Linked DNA regions of Gossypium hirsutum: region 2 is linked to region 1. Evidence: chromatin contacts called from public Hi-C data. All regions are on one chromosome and are shown on one strand. Each heading gives the region's core, a stretch centred on a gene start, on an enhancer-like site or on the middle of the called end of the contact. The rest is flanking DNA. Distances are from core to core; before and after follow the strand shown.

Evidence for each region. Hi-C and Micro-C count contacts between places; a contact is called where the count stands out from the background.
Region 2: a Hi-C map of leaf shows a contact between it and region 1, with 2.5 times the contacts expected there. The contact joins the promoter of LOC107886361 here to the promoter of LOC107886365 in region 1. A contact is called at or near these places in 5 of 34 Hi-C or Micro-C datasets (callus, hypocotyl and leaf).

The regions. Positions count from the first base shown.
Region 1 is chrA03:78,502,384-78,506,720 of Gossypium_hirsutum_v2.1, forward strand. It overlaps LOC107886365, which reads right to left and starts at 1,255. Exons shown (of 14, transcript XM_016810291.2): 1 at 952-1,255; 2 at 20-93. The coding sequence starts at 994.
Region 2 is chrA03:78,874,694-78,878,981 of Gossypium_hirsutum_v2.1, forward strand. LOC107886361 reads right to left here and starts at 1,795. Exons shown (of 1, transcript XM_016810286.2): 1 at 777-1,795. The coding sequence starts at 1,611. The coding sequence ends at 844. LOC107886363 (a long non-coding RNA gene) reads left to right here. Exons shown (of 9, transcript XR_005913845.1): 9 at 1-153.

The DNA of each region.
Region 1 (4,337 bases), core at 5-2,504:
TAAGAAATGGAAAAAGTACCTTGAAAGCACCACAAACAAAATCAGAAAGATTTCGCATGTGTCCTTCTTTCGCAAGAATTGAGCCAACAACACCTAGAAAGAAAATAACAGCCAAATTAGTTAGAAAAGTGGTTCTTTCTAATGGCTGAGGCATATCCAAGTTGGTAGGTACGTTTTTACTCAACAAACATAAAAATAATATGTTCACATATGAACATACTAGTTTGATCATAATTTTCAAAGCAAAGAGTTTGTCTAATCAATTGATCGATTTAGAATAAAAAACGATGCTTTTATTCTCTCTCAATGGTGAAGTAAAGACTAAGCCTATGAAATTACTATCCTAGACCATAAATGTCTATAGGGATCATCTTCCATTAGTAGAGAAGGCATCAAGATACTTCACAATAAGATAACAAAGTCATTTTTACAACATATAGATACCGTTTGATATTATAAACATTTACAGTTCCATTGAATATCACTCCAGCCTACTAGCCTGTAAAATCTACAGAGGCCCCCTCTGTTTGTAAAATCTTCCTTCAAGCTCATCATCTTAAGCTAACAAAAACAAGATTCCAGCTTCCCGTTCCAGTTTCAATCCCAGTCCCACAGCTAGGACCTTGGTCCCTAATGCATTATACGGTATCTAACAAAGCACTAAAACACAGGAGCCAGATAAAACCACCCCAATTCAATGAAATCAATTGCCAACTCAGCACCATAACCAGTAGCCATTCCCTAGAATCCAACAAACCGAACAACATAAATCCCACGAGCTAAACACAACTCGAAACAAAGGGTCCATCTAAAACCCTAAATTTAGTTCAACTAACCCAAAATATTAAACGGATTTAGCAACCGCAAAACGTAAGAAACCCTCAGAAATCCAAAAGATAACTGAATCATAAGTTCAAAAAGAAATTTGAGGGGAGCAACGATGGCACAGACCTGCACCGACGAGTATACTTAGCTTTCCAATAGGGAGAGCCATGGCCGGCTACGGTTGGAGCGTATGTTGATACAGTGTGAGTGTATATAGGGAGCAACGGAGACTGCTAAAGTACCATGAGAACAAAATATTCAAAGAAGGAAAGAAATCAAATTTTATTCTTTAGTTATAAATTATTCTTGGTTGCTGGGTTTTTCAACTGCTTCTGCCCTGCAATCGCTGGGGTTTAGTAAGGGGAAACTGGAGAAATCAAAGGCTTGGTTAATCGTTAAACAACGCAACAACCCTATTTGCTAAGTTTGTTGGTTAATTCTATAAATGGCCCTCCATTTTTTTGATAAATGACGTAAAGAGCCACCATGTCAAGCGAATATGCCACCATTGTCCTGTTTCACATATTTACGAATATGTCCTCTTGTGAATTTCCCACGTTCTTCTCTTTCTTTTTCTTTAGAGAGCCATTTTTTTTTTCTATAGAGATTGAGGGTGAGTTTGGATAAGCAGTGCGTTTAGCTGCGGTTAGTGTAAAAACAGTGGTAGCGGTGAGATTAAATACTGTAGTGATACTGTAGCGTGAGATAAAAAGTAAGCTAAACGCACCGCACCACAGTCAATCGCCCATCCAAACGAAGCCTGAATTTTCTTGGCTAATATATTTAAAAAACTGCTTAGACTACTAGACTTCGTTTAAAGAAGCCCTTACATTATAATAATATATAGTTAAATAAGCCCTAATCTATGATTTTTACCTTAAAAAGTCCTGTCAAAATATTTTAAAATTTGAGTTTCTATAGTAACTTTTTAATTAATGCTGTAGAAATTATTTGCATAACATTAATATAAAATTTAAAAGATTTATTAGAATTTTAAGTGTCTTATGCATATAAGTATTTTCAAAAAAAATATTATTTTATTTTTATTTAATAAACTATTCTAATCAAATTTACTTCAATATTAACTGCAAATTAATTTAAAATTTTAAAATAATTTTCCTTTTGTTGTAAATACATTAAATGAATGTCTATAACATTTAAACATTTATAAAAGTAATGAGTTAAACTCCTCATTCATTATTAAACATACTTAATGTACGTGTCAATAAAACAGTTAAATAAGCTTCATTTCTTTATGTTGCATTGAATGTCAATAGCTTATATATAAAACTTTTTTTGTAAATGAAAAGAAGATACAAGAAAATTCTCTATTTACTTTAAGTGTTCTTTTATTTGATTGTTTTATAATATGTTATCAGCACAAGTTTCTACAAGTTTATAGTGAAATTCACATCATTTCAACTTTATATAATTTACCCGTATAACTCCCGTTAAACTATTTACAGTATACGTATTTTCATAATTCTTTTATTTTATTTTCTAGATGAACTATTTGCTTTGGGTAACATTTGGACATTTATTTTTACAACTCAAATCTAATAATGAAAATAATATATACATGTTTTTATTTTACTAAAAGAAATTTCAATTAATGTAATTTGTGCTAAATTATTATTATGACTATTTCTCTTTACGCCAATATTTGACATACATATTATTATTTAGCAAATTTGGTATATATAATTGAATTATTTTACGATTTAGAATACTTATTATTTTACTAATATTTTTTATTTTGATTCAAGTGATTATCAAATCTTGCCAAACTTGAACTTGCGGCCTTAGACATCTCAAGCAAGAATTTTTGTCATGGTTGTTAGATGTTGAAATTCACCTAGATGCTAAAGGTCTAGAAAATACTATAGTAGTAGATAAAGAAGCATCTAATCAAGAAAAGACAAAAGCAATTATTTTCATTCATCATCATCTACATGAAGGATTAAAAGTGGAATATCTCATTGTGAAAGACCCTCTTGAGTTGTGGAAAAATTTGAAAGAACGATTTGACCGTCAAAAAACGGTAATACTCCCTAAAGCTCGTTATGATTGGATGCACTTACGGTTGCAAGATTTTAAGGCTGTAAGTGAATACAATTCAGAACTTTTAAAAATTAATTCTCAACTAAAATTATGTGGAGAAAACATAATTGATGAGGACTTGCTAGTAAAAACATTTTCAACCTTTCAAGCTACTAATGTGCTTCTACAGCAGCAATACCGTGAAAAAGGTTTTAAAAGGTATTCTGAATTGATTTCATGCCTTTTGATGGCTGAACAAAATAATGAGTTGTTGATAAAAAATCATGAAATTCGTCCTACTGGTTTTGTACCAATCCCTGAAGTGAATGTAGCAGTGCACAATAATTATAAAAATAGAAAATAGAGAGGTCGTGATCGTGGTCGTGGATGTAATAGGGGACGTGGTCGAGGACGTACTAGTAATCGTTATCATGGTGGTCATAACAATGATACTTCTAACCACCAAAAAAAGAATAACAATGAAAGACAATAAAGAAGTGGTCAAAATAATCCTTAGATTGTTGAGAATATATGCTACAGATGTGGTATGAAGGAGCATTGGTCATGTACCTATCATACGCATGAGCATTTAGTGAAACTTTATCAAGCATCCATTAAAAAGAAGGGAAAGCATATGGAGACAAATTTTACATCTCAAAATGATGGAATGAAGGTAAAAGATGAAGATATTCACTATAATATTAAAACTGACCATGCCTGCAAGGGTGATAAATTTAATGACCTTAATAATATAACTTATCTAGATGTGGCAAATTTCGTTGAGAATCATTAGAAATTTGATGTTATTTTGACATTTTTATATTGTTTTAAGTATGCTTTATTTTCTTGCATAAAGAATAATTTATATCCTTAATAAATATTTGTAATGTTTCTCATATTATATTTTGTTTTTTTTATAAAAAATATGAATGTTTAACAAAATTTCGATGGACCCAAAATTAATGGAGACATGTGTCTTGTAGATAGTGCTACAACACATACAATACTCAAAGATAAAAAATATTTTTCTCATTTCACAATAAGTAATGCCCATATTAATACAATATCGGGTAGTTCAAAACTTATTAAAGGCTCCGGAAGAGCTATTATATTATTACCCGAAGGTACAAAATTTATCATTGATGATGCTTTATATTCCACTAAGTCTCAAAGAAATTTATTAAGTTTTAAAGATATTCGTCTTAATGGATATCATATTAAGACTATAAATGAGAAAATTTTTGAATATCTATGTGGAAAGAAATATGTTTTGGAAAGCCTACATGCTTTTTTATCAAGTTTATATTATACACATATTAGTGCAATTGAGTCACATGTTACTACAAACCAGAAGTTTGTAGAACCACATACTTTTACTATTTGGCATGACCGATTAGGCCATCCCAGATCTATCATGATGCGAGGAATTATAGAGAATTCATTTGGACACCCATTAAAGAACCAAAAGATTC
Region 2 (4,288 bases), core at 545-3,044, 370 kb after region 1:
CATTTGTATTCTTTGTTAGAATAAGAAAATAATTGGGACCGGAACATGACCTTGTACGTTGGACAAGGCAACTCCTTTCAGTTCAACAATATCTCATTTGTCATTATTTGTATGGCTACGTTCGTTTTACTGTCATATATTTTCATTTTGCTATATTGGTGAAAAGTTTTGACTATTTATATTTAATTTGTATTTAAAAAATTAAAGAAAAAATAAATAAGCCATGACAATCTCAACACGGTAAAATAAAAAGGATTAATTTTATTTATTTGTGAAATATGCTATATCATTGCTATCCTTTATTTTATTTGTTGTTATTTGATTTTAATTACCAATATTTTGATTTTAACCCTAATTATTCTAAATAATCGAATTTAAAATCGATTAGTTAACCATATGATTAAAATTTTGATGTAGTTTCATCTCTACCTATGACTGGGTAAGTGTTTTTCTTTTATCTTCTGTTGAGTTTATGATTTACATAAATAATCATTCACTAATTCTCCAAAAATTATCATTAAATTACAAGATAAAAAGTATTTAAGAGTTTGATTATTTCGTAAAAAATATAACTATTTATTAAATAAATAAATTTACAAAATATATTAAACAAAACTTTTAAATTGAATTAAAAAACAAAATGTATGATTTAGGATGGAGGGGTAAAAGAAAAATAAGGAGGCGTGGTAAAGGTTGGGTTAAGGTCACGAGAAAGAGGTTTTTGGGCAGAACATTGACCTATCTTATCGATATTGCCACCCCAATATTAAATAATATTTAATATAATAATATTCTCTTTTTTTTCCTCAGTTTTAAGGTCTCGAAAAATTCTGAAACAGAAAATTACACATTTGGATTCCAAAGACCCCATAAACGAGAATTAAATAATCCTAATATGTCCGGTAACACTTTCCTAGCCAAACCCTTGTCGTTACTTGTCGGCGGCGGCCGCGTACCTATTTCCACATCACTATCTTCCGCTACCGGATATTCCTCCGTCATTTCCACCGCTACAGCTGACTCTTCTTCAACATTCTTCTCCGTGAAAATGACGTCATCAGCAAAAACAGGTGCTTCCTCGGTGGAGACGGGGGCTTGGTGACCCGGGAGGTCAGAAACCGGGTTCTCGGGAATGCGAGAGACTGTTTTGGTGTTAGCATCCCTCCTTTTGAGACGCGCATTTTTCTTGGAAGCTTTGTGGGATTCGCCACTGGATAAGTGATCTTCAAAAGCTTCGATAACTTGATGGATAAGCTCGCGGTTAGGAGAAGAGTCCCAGCGAAGCCAATAAGTGGTGTAACAGTCGAAACAATCGCAGTCGAAATCAGGCGGCTTATGGGAGGGTTTGGCGGCGGAGGGTGGTGGGTGTTTCTTGGAAGATCTTTTCTTGGGAGAGATTAAAGAAGGGTTGGTGGTGGTGGTGGTGGTGGTTTTGAGAGACCTTGTAATCATGTAAGCTAAAACTTGTCGGTCCTCGAGAGAAAGGACTGAAGCAACAACTAAAATTGCAGCTGGAAGAAGGTTTAAAACGGAAAGATGGTCTTCACTAGAAGAAGCAGAAGAAGAAGAAGAAGGGGATGGATATACTTTACCTTTGTTTTTGAGCTTCATGCTTTGCTTTTCTTTTTCTTTTTTTTTTTTGTGGTTTCCCTGCCAAGCTTTGCTTCCAACTTTCAAGTTGTAAAGGAAGGTTACAAAAAATAGTTAAGTAATCAAAGTAGGGATTTTTGTGGGACAACCTTAAAGGTGGGTTTTTTTTTTTTATCTCTCCAATGTGTGTTTTATTTTGAATAATATATTATTTTGAATAATATAAATTAAAAGTTGGAGTTTATTTGATTATCTATGTGTAAGTTAAAATATTAAAAAGAAAAGACTATATGAGGTGTTCACAATTTTATACAAATCAAAGTAATAAAAAAAAAAGCAAAGAAAATTTATTAGATTAACTTTTTTATTTTATTTAGATCTAATCTATTTGGATAAGCAGTTACTCGTTTTTGTATTTCATTTTAAACTTGGGTACTTCGAATTATGAATTAAAGCAATTGCTTTTAAGAATTTTTAAATGATAACATTTTAATCATTTTTAAAATTAAATCAGTTGCTGTTAGCATTGGATAAATATTTTATTTATTATAATTTTATATATAAAAAATATTTTAAAATAAAAAATTTAATATGAATATCATTATATTTATAAAAGTTTATAAATAATTTTAATAAAATAAAAGTTTTAAAAATATATATTAGAATTAAATAAAATATCTTTTAAAATTAAATATTTTATCTTATAATGAAATCATATGTACTAAATTAAATAAAATTATGAAGAAATTTGAAAAGCAGTGGAATTTAAAAAAGTAAATTGAGAATCTCTCTCGAAATTACTCATAGATTTTGAATTTTTCTAATATATTTATCCAGACAAATAAATTTATTTTTAAAATTTTAAAAACCTTAATACAAATGAAATCTAAAATGTTAGGATTTTCAATTGCTTTTTTTATAAATAATTTGTTTATAAAATATTAAGTTAATAGAATTTTACAAATTAAAAAATAATTATAAAAGAAGAATAATTATATTAAAAATAAATAATATAAAAAATGTCGTTATATTTGTAAAAAATTATAAATAGTTTTAATAAAATAAAATTTAAATTATATATTTATAATTAAATAAAAATACATGTCTATTAAACCAAATAAAATTAGAATTTTTTTTTTGTATTCTTCATGTCCCGTTTATGGTTCATATTTGGGGTTCTTAACTCTCCTTTCCAGAGTTCGAACCTTCATTTTCCTCTTAAGAGTGTAATATATTTTACCATTGCATCCAATCACTTATTAGTAAATTATGAGCAATTTCGAAAAAATCACCTATTTAGGTGGAATTTGAAAAAAAGAATTTAAGCTATTAAAAAAAGAATTAGGCCTAAAGGTTGTTTTTTAAATTAATTAGGCTTTTAGGCCGGTTTCAAAATTAATTAGGGAAATAGGCCGATTTTAGGAGAGAGAAATAAAAAGTGCGTACAAGTGGGCAAGCTTTCTGCATAGGTGTCAGGAAAGCGCACCTAGCTAGACACGCTTTCCCTCAATGATAAAAAAGCAACGGTTTTTTTAACGTTGTCGCGCCAACGGTAAAAAATTTAAAATTCCAACGGTAAGTTTTTTTACCCTATAAATACCCCCAAATTTCATATTTTTTCATTCACACCCTTCTCTCAACTCTCTCAAACCTCTCAAGTCTCTCAACTTACTCGTTTTGATTGTGTTCGATATTTTTATTTAAAAATAATAATATTTTTATTATCTTGTATTGTATTTGTTCAAAATCAATTTTTCACGATGGCCGCCTCTCTAATCTACTTCGACAACAAGCATATTTCGACCATCTAAGCAGTAATGGTACAACGGAAATTTAAATTTCATTTATTTCAATAATGTTAAATTTAATTTTTTTAATTTGATGAAATTGTTTTTATTGTGTAAGTAGACGGATGATCGTGTTCTGCAGGGCTTCATTCATGATATGGAAAAGCCTACGATCCTTGAAATTCATGGCTACTTGTAAGTGGTTGGATTCTTACATGCGTCTTGCATGTTCAGGGGCTGCAAACTTGATTTGGCACTAATCAGCGCGTTAGTAGAAAGATAGAGGCCCGAAAGACACGCTTTCTACCTTCCATGCGGCGAGTGTACAATCACACTCAAGGACGTAGCGCTACAACTCGGTCTGCCAATGGATGGGTCAGTCATCACGAAATCAGCGATCGTTTCGAGTAAAGAGGACCTCTGCACAACATTATTGGAGAAGGTCCAGGACAAGTTCGAAGGTGGTCGGATATCGATCAACTGGTTGAAAGATAATTTTGACGAGCTCCTTAAAGACCGAACGGAGGAGGTCATAGAGCAATACACCCGAGCATACATCATGAGGTTAGTCGGGGCATTTTAATGCCTGAAAAATCTCGAAATTTGGTGCACATAAAGTGACTACTACATCAAGTGGACTTCAATGAGTGTGAAAAACTAAGTTGGAGATTTTCCATATTGTTGATATTATACCGGGAGATATATTGAGTCACGGTATCGAGTGCGGCGTCGATCAGTGGTTGACTGCTTTTGCTGCAGTCATGGGCCTAGTAGCGACTATCGTTTCTACATCACAAGGTGATTGACCCATACATGTTCCCGTTTGGTGACAAGGTAAACATCATTTATTAACAAATACATAGTTTGTACAATAATTTTTTTATTATATGTTTCGACTAACATGTTACTTA